Linked DNA regions of Sus scrofa: region 1 is linked to region 2. The links are chromatin contacts, called in public HiChIP or PLAC-seq maps. All regions are on one chromosome and are shown on one strand. Each heading gives the region's core, a stretch centred on a gene start, on an enhancer-like site or on the middle of the called end of the contact. The rest is flanking DNA. Distances are from core to core; before and after follow the strand shown. Region 1 overlaps DAB2 (disabled homolog 2). Region 2 overlaps FYB (FYN-binding protein).

Evidence for each region. HiChIP or PLAC-seq counts read pairs in DNA pulled down with a chosen protein or histone mark.
Region 1: an H3K27ac HiChIP or PLAC-seq map of alveolar macrophages shows a contact between it and region 2. The contact joins two enhancer-like sites. A contact is called at or near these places in 1 of 47 Hi-C or Micro-C datasets (embryonic fibroblasts) and 1 of 2 datasets of contacts at active chromatin or transcription factors (alveolar macrophages).

What each region holds. Positions count from the first base shown.
Region 1 is chr16:24,630,408-24,634,338 of Sscrofa11.1, forward strand. All of the region lies in intron 2 of DAB2 (disabled homolog 2), which reads right to left. Among named protein-coding and RNA genes, the nearest start is that of C9, 56 kb to the left of the region's middle. Within about 2 kb of position 1,689, at least 4 of the 83 cell types and tissues checked have an H3K27ac peak or open chromatin away from gene starts, as enhancers often do. A contact at or near this core is called in alveolar macrophages, where this site is marked.
Region 2 is chr16:24,405,306-24,408,913 of Sscrofa11.1, forward strand. All of the region lies in intron 2 of FYB (FYN-binding protein), which reads right to left. Among named protein-coding and RNA genes, the nearest start is that of FYB, 100 kb to the right of the region's middle. Within about 2 kb of position 2,141, at least 7 of the 83 cell types and tissues checked have an H3K27ac peak or open chromatin away from gene starts, as enhancers often do. A contact at or near this core is called in alveolar macrophages, where this site is marked.

The DNA.
Region 1 (3,931 bases), core at 439-2,938, 220 kb after region 2:
GTTTATTCTGGGATTTAAAGAGTGACTTTGAAGATCTTCTAACATATATTAAACTTCACTGTTTTCTTAAGTCATCTTTTCTAACATTAAAATCATTCCAGGGCTGGGGAAAAGGGGAAAAAAATCAAATTTATACCAGCTGCATTAAAAACAAGCTATCTAAGAAAAGTGTCCTGGTTATGTCATTAGACAATTTTTCAAAGGCTCAAGTCTTGACTATTTCATTTACTATTTTCTCTTTTTTATTTTTTTGTCTTTCGTCTTTTTAGGGCCGCACCTGAGGCATATGGAGGTTCCCAGGCTAGGGGTCGAATCAGAGCTGCAGCTGCCGGCCTACACCACGCCACAGCAACATGGGATCCAAGCTGCGTCTGACACTTACACCACACAGCTCAGGGCAACGCTGGATCCGTTAAAGAGTGAGGCCAAGGATCGAACCTGCATCCTCATAGATCCAAGTTGGGCTTGTTAACCACCGAGCGACAAAGGGAACTCCCTATTTTCTCTTTTTTTAAAGATAAGTTCTTGAGGCAGCATGAACAGATGACTTTGAGGAACTTAGAAAAATGCTATTTTTCTTTCCCAGGATCAACATAATTTTGTTTTTGTTTTACTTCTGATCTAGATATTATTCTACAAGATTAAAGAAGTAACAAGTGTCTTATCTTTATATGAAGTAATATTTAATGCAATATTCTAGTTCCTATAAACCTATACCACTACCCTGATAAAAAACTCAGTTTGGATATTTTAAAAGGAAATAAATGCATAACTAAATAAATCAACAGTTCATATAGTGACCAAGGAATTGGTGCCTCCCAAAGAGCTTAACATGTTTGAAATGATAAACTTATATACTAGGAAAATCTAGCTTTTCTGACTTTGTGGACTATAAAGACTGATATATTAGATCTATGTGTGGTCTTTTAAAATGTGTAATAGCATTAGTTTCACTCTAATGCTGGGTAACCTTCTGACTTGAGTTGATAATGTGAGTACTGTATTGTCTAACAGTTGTGCTAAAAGCCTGTGAAATATATTCAGTTTTCTAGTTCTCAGAGCTTTAGCTAGAAATGATGGAGTTCCCGTCGTGGCTCAGTGGTTAACGAATCCGACTAGGAACCATGAGGTTGTGGGTTCGATCCCTGGCCTTGCTCAGTGGGTTAGGGATCTGGTGTTGCTGTGAGCTGTGGTGTAGGTCACAGACGTGGCTCAGATCCCGCGTTGCTGTGGCTCTGGCGTAGGCTGGCATCTATACCTCCGATGAGACCCTAGCCCAGGAACCTCCACATGCCATGGGAGTGGCAATAGGAAAGGCAAAAAGACCAAAAAAAAAAAAAAAAAGAAAAAAAGAAAAAGAAAAGAAATGATGTTGAGTATTTGTCCTTCGCATCCAGTTATTATACAAAACCTGCCTAGCACTCAGAATCTCACGTATCACTTGGCTTGGCTTTAGGGCAAGCAGTTGGTCAAAAATCTGGCTCACTACAGGAAGACTTTCCTAGAATAAATGGATAAGATGAGAATCCTTCCTTCTCCCAGGCCAGTCGAATGTATCACCCCTGCTGGGTTTCATCACCTTCTTAACATGACAAATCATGGGGATGCCATGTGGGTCTAGAGTTTTAGCATGAGATGAACTGGTAGATACAGCACGTTATCACAGGCCACTTTGCTGGGCTTCCACTGAGACCTCCCGGCTCATTATTAGATGTCATATTTATATTCAACTATAAAAAGATTTCTGATTAGTCTACACAGGAATGTCAACATCAATGATTCACTGGGAAGGAAGTATCCTTGCTTCATAAAAAATGTAATATTTAAGCAAGCTGTTTCTTTAGCTTTTGGAGCAATCTCATCTGTTCTCTGAACCATTAATGACCTGTTGCAAAATTCTGTGTCTGCCAAGTCATTGGCATTTAAATACTTGAGGAAAACATGAATGGATATACATGAACAGAGAGGAACTCCATTTGTAGCCTCTCTTTACAGTCTATTATGGTCATTAAATAAAACTAACCTGAGTTGGTCCTTGAACTTTTAGATTCACTCCACAGTGGCATCTGGTATTTTCTAGTCTTATTATGTAGGCATTTTTAGCATCAGAGAATGCAATTAGATCATTTGTTTCCTTAGCTCAACTCTTTAGCCCCGCGCGAAGACAAGTTGAAAGACACTATTAAGTTCCTAATCCAATCTTTATTAAAAAAGACTCAATACTGTAGACAAGGAGGATAAGACAAATCCTCAAAAAAGTAATGATCAAGCTTTTCTATAACCCAATGCTGCCTTCTAGTGCAGTAAAATTTGAAATTAGGAATATGTTTATAATTGTAATTTTCTTTCTTTTCCATCATGGTTTATTACAGGATATTGAATATAGTTTTCCTGTGCTCTATAGTAGGACTTTGTTGTGTATCTATTTTATTATAGTAGTTTGTGATAGAGTGGTAATGTTTTAAAAATCAGAATGCATTCCTTAAATTACAGAAGTGTGTAGGCAAGGAATTCCACCAAAGAAAGTAGTGAGAGAAACAACACTAACACGCATTCTCAGTTTCTCTAAGATGAACAGTGTTTTAGGTCTCATTAACAGAAGCAGGATATAAAATTTTTTTCTCAGAGTCAGTCTTTCCAGTGTTGAGGGTCTCTCACTGAAATGTCATTCTACCTTTGCATCTCCACCGAAGAAATTCCTTTAAGAGTCAAGTGCCATTCCTGTTGACTCTTAAGAGCATGTCACCCGTCTCATACTATGCCTAGTCAGTGTGACTCCACAGATGGTGAATCACTGGCTTTACCCCAGATTTTGCCCTGAGGCCATGCCATTCGAAAATTTAAAAGGCCTCCAAGTACTGGCAGCTTTTTTCATTGCTGTGGAGAGCATACAGGGTATAGTGATTGATACCTGCTCAAAGCCACTACGACTTCGAGACAGGAAACAAAGTTACCCCTAAATGCCATTGGTCAGTACCAAAAAATTAATTCATGTAACAAATCTATGTCCCTACTACGTGCCAGGCACTATTCTAGAGGTTGGGATACATCAGTGAGCAAAAGAAACATCTATTACCTTATAGGGTTTACACACTAGCAGGGGAAACCCATAAGTGGATTAGAGTCTTTCAGAACGTAACAGGTGCTCTAGAAAAAGTGATCAGAGTAAAGTGAGTTGGAGTACAGGGTTGGGGACAGCTTTCATAGGTTTTTTGGAAACACAGAAGGAATATCATATTATTAAAGGTTAAATTTATTGAACACTCATTATATGCCAGGTGTGATGCTATGTCTCTCTCATTTAGTCCTAGGGGAAGGTATCCTCAATCCATCTTGACAAGAGTAGAAACTAAAGTACGGAAGTTCATCAGCCCTCTAAAAGTTGCACACGTCTAATATCTATGCTCTTAATTTGTTTTAGAACAACCCAGGCAAAAAGGGAGAATTAATCCAGTTCTTCCAATAGGTGGAATGGGCATTAGCCAGAAATACATTTGGGAAAGAGGAATTGATATCAATGGGAGAAGGATATTTATGTCACCTTGGCCAGAATACTGGACCCATGCTGGGTTATACTATGGGAAAAGGTTGAAAAGCAGGTCAGACTGGATGGGTTTACAGAATTATATTTTGTCTAGACGGTACTGAGAAGACTTTGAGGTTTTGAGCAATGGTGTGGAGGTCAGGGTGGTGACAAATCCATGTATGGAGCCATGGCATCAAAGAGTCAGATAGCTTTGTAGTATGATAGCTGCACGAACTTGCCATTTTGAGTGATTCAACACTGCCGGTTTCTTTCATTTAATTACTTGGCTAATCTTTTGGAAACAAAGCCTTTTAATAGAAAGGTTAAGGCCTAACAATCTCAAATGTCAGATTCAAGGTTATCCCATCTTGCCAAGTTTGGTGACCCTCAAACTTCAAATAAACA
Region 2 (3,608 bases), core at 891-3,390:
TAATATGATGTAGATTTTGCAGCCATAAAAAAAGTAGTAATCCTGGAGTTTTAGCAGGATGAAACCAGAGGGAAAGGATTAAGAGCTTGGTAATCCCATTTTGGGCTTTCTGTAGGTGCCAGGAATTCACCACAAGCAACATAAAATGGACACCAACTCAAAATTATCGTTAGGAGCTAGGAGCCATAAGAAGCTATGCCCACCTAAAGTCTCCAGCTTGGTTTCTTCTGATGTGCTTTGCTGAAACTGTATTACTTATGCTTGATTTGGTAAACTTTGACATCTGCAATTTGTGCTCACAGGGCTCGTTTTGACCATTACTTCCAATGCAGTCTTTTGCAGGACTGCATCAAAGATGCACACGTAGATTGCTGATAACACCTCGTCGAAGGGCCTACTGCTACTTTAGAAGATAAGAATTACACTTAAAGAAACCCCAGTAAGTTAGAGAGATCGAATCAGAATCACACGAAACAGGAGTGTGACTCAGTGGAACGAATCCAACCAGGAACCATGAGGTTATGGGTTCAATCCCTGGCCTTGCTCAGTGGGTTAAGGATCTGGCGTTGCCATGAGCTATGGTGTGTTGTAGGTCACAGACAAGGCTTGGATCTGGCATTGCTGTGGCTGTGGTGTAGGCCAGCAGCTGTAGCTCTGATTAGACCCTATCCTGGGAACCTCCATATGTCTCGGGTGTGGTCCTAAAAAAAAAAGAATAACATTACACAGAAAAAAAGCACAAATTAATTACGTAGTGACCAAAAAGTTAGTGCATGATGGGAAAAAATTAAGTATGTAAAGCAATCATATAAAACTTTTAGGGTACCCTTATTTTACCATAGATGAAATAGTAATAAATTATACAGATAGCTATTTTAAAACTTAAAATATTTAACGTTTTAGATATTTCAACTGAAATATGACACCTAGCTCCAAAAAGAAATCACCTTTTAAGGTCTTATTAAGTTGTCAGAATTTATTCAGAAATTGAGTATAAGGCTGATTACTGTATTCAGATCTAACGCAGTAGTTTTTAAAATTTAAGAATCCCTTAGGTGCATATTTAGTAAACAGGTTCTGGAGATTCTGATTCTGATTCAGATGATCTTGGATGGGGCTCAGAGGTCTGCCCTCTTGCCTAGAAGCTCAGGGAGTTCTGATGCATGTAGACCTCGGACCATACTTTGAGAAACATTAATTTGGCTTTCTTCTCCCTTAAAGAAATAGTGAAACTCAAGCTAATGTTGGTGCTACTGATCTGGTAAAAGGTTTAGATTAAGGTATAAAGAGATATTTTAAGTAGATTCTTTTTTTTTTTTTTTTTTTGTCTCTTTACTATTTCTTGGGCCGCTTCCGTGGCATATGGAGGTTCCCAGGCTAGGGGTCGAATCAGAGCTGTAGCTGCCAGCCTACGCCAGAGCCACAGCAACGCGGGATCTGAGCCGCGTCTGCAACCTACACCACAGCTCACGGCAATGCCGGATGGTTAACCCACTGAGCAAGGGCAGGGATCGAACCCACAACCTCATGGTTCTGTCGGATTCGCCAACCACTGTGCCACAACGGGAACTCCCTTAGGTAGATTCTTTAAAAGAATGAATAAGGAGTTCCTGTTGTGGCTCAGTGGAAATGAAATCTGACCAGTATCCATGAGGACGTGGGTTCTATCCCTGGCCTTGCTCAGTGGGTTAAGGATCCAGGGTTGTGTGGTGTAGGTCTTAGATATGGCTCAGATCCGGCGTTGCTGTGGCTGTGGTGTAGGCCAGCGGCTACAGCTCCGATTTGACCCCTAGCCTGGGAACCTCCATATGCCACGAGTGAGGCCCTAAAAAGCAAAAACAAAGAAACACACAAATAACAACTACAAAAAAAGAAAGTCATTGTGCTACTAGGGTGTGCAACTGGTGGCCTGAAGTGCAGTATTATCACAGCCTCTCTTTCTTCTGTCTTAAAGCACAGCTTGTTTATTTTTGACTTTCAGTAACATCGTATTGGCTACAAACTGATGCTTTCAGTTTGCACTTCATTTTCTCAGAGTGAGAAAGTTTTTTCTGGTTGTTTCTTGTCCTTTCTGTAAGAACCAACACTCACATGACCCAACCATAGTTGAAGTAAGAGAAGCAGGTGATTATGAAACGGGAAAGGCCTCATTAAGATGACACCATGCTACCTCTTTTCTAATTAGATGGATGGGGAAGTGAACAAGTCAGGGTAGGGATGATAGAGGCAGTGGGGGAGATCAGAAGATGACTTTAGGAGATGGCAGATGAAAAAGACAAGAGAAAAGAAGACAAAGCAACCAGGATCCTTAACATACAGTTTGTAGAATACTAACCACCAGTTTTGTCTCCAGAAAGGGAAAAGAACCAGACAAAGTGGGTTCACCAAGATGGGGGTTAGGAGGGGCAGGAAAGAATCCCTTTTGACAACCTACCCTATACCTCTTGTGGAGTAAACAGCTAAGGAATTAGAGTCTCTGCTCCCAAAGACAACCGTAAAAGTCTACGACTGGAATTCCTTGAAAATTTATTGTTTCTGTGCCTTTCACGTAGTTTGGCATAAAAATTCTTGTTGATTTTTTTTTTTTTTTGTCTTTTTTGCTATTTCTTGGGCCGCTCCTGCGGCATATGGAGGTTCCCAGGCTAGGGGTTGAATCGGAGCTGTAGCCACCGGCCTACGCCAGAGCCACAGCAACGCGGGATCCGAGCCGCGTCTGCAACCTACACCACAGCTCACGGCAATGCCGGATCATTAACCCACTGAGCAAGGGCAGGGACCGAACCCGCAACCTCCTGGTTCCTACTCAGATTCGTTAACCACTGCGCCACGACGGGAACTCCTCTTGTTGATTCTTTATGAAGCCATCTTCTTACTTCTGCATAAGACTTTCAAGTACAGAATGAAATAATCAGATAACCTTAGGGATGACATAGCAACGGATAACTCTTAAAAGTGTCCTCCACTCTGATCAAAGATAAGAAATTTGAGGTCCAGGAAAGTTTAGCAATTCATGAAAGGATGCAAAGCTTAAAATCATGAGATCTTAGTTCTAGGGGCCTATTTTTCCTTATCCAAGTCTTTTGTTCTTTCTACTATTTCAGGAAACCAAAAATATCTTTCTTTCTCTTTCTCTTGCTCACTTATTTTTGCTCAACATCTTCCTTTTGAAAGTTTTTTCAGTATCTCAATGGTGAAATAATAAAAAAATGTACATATTACTGTCCAAGATGAAAGCAGCACTAAGGAGATAGAAGGCAAAACTCCAAATCAGTAATTACTAGATTAAAAGCAAAAAATATAGGCAGAGCTCTCCCCCTACCCCTGAATCAGTTTTCTGAGTCGTTTTTTTTTTTTTTTTTTTTGTGAAAGCGAGGACCTTAGAAATTCCCCAAAGTCATGGGTATATGTTTGCATGCTCACGTGTGTGTGCATGTGTGCGCTGTATGCTGAGATGATTTGGGCACGAGCAGAACTGATAACTAACTTCTGGGAATGGTTGACAGTCAGACCCCTGAGCTGGAGGGAGGAAGAGAGGGTGTAGGGTGGCAAGAGAGAAGAGAGTGGAGGTTTACCCAGGCAAACTCTGTTTTGGCTACTTATTTTCATTA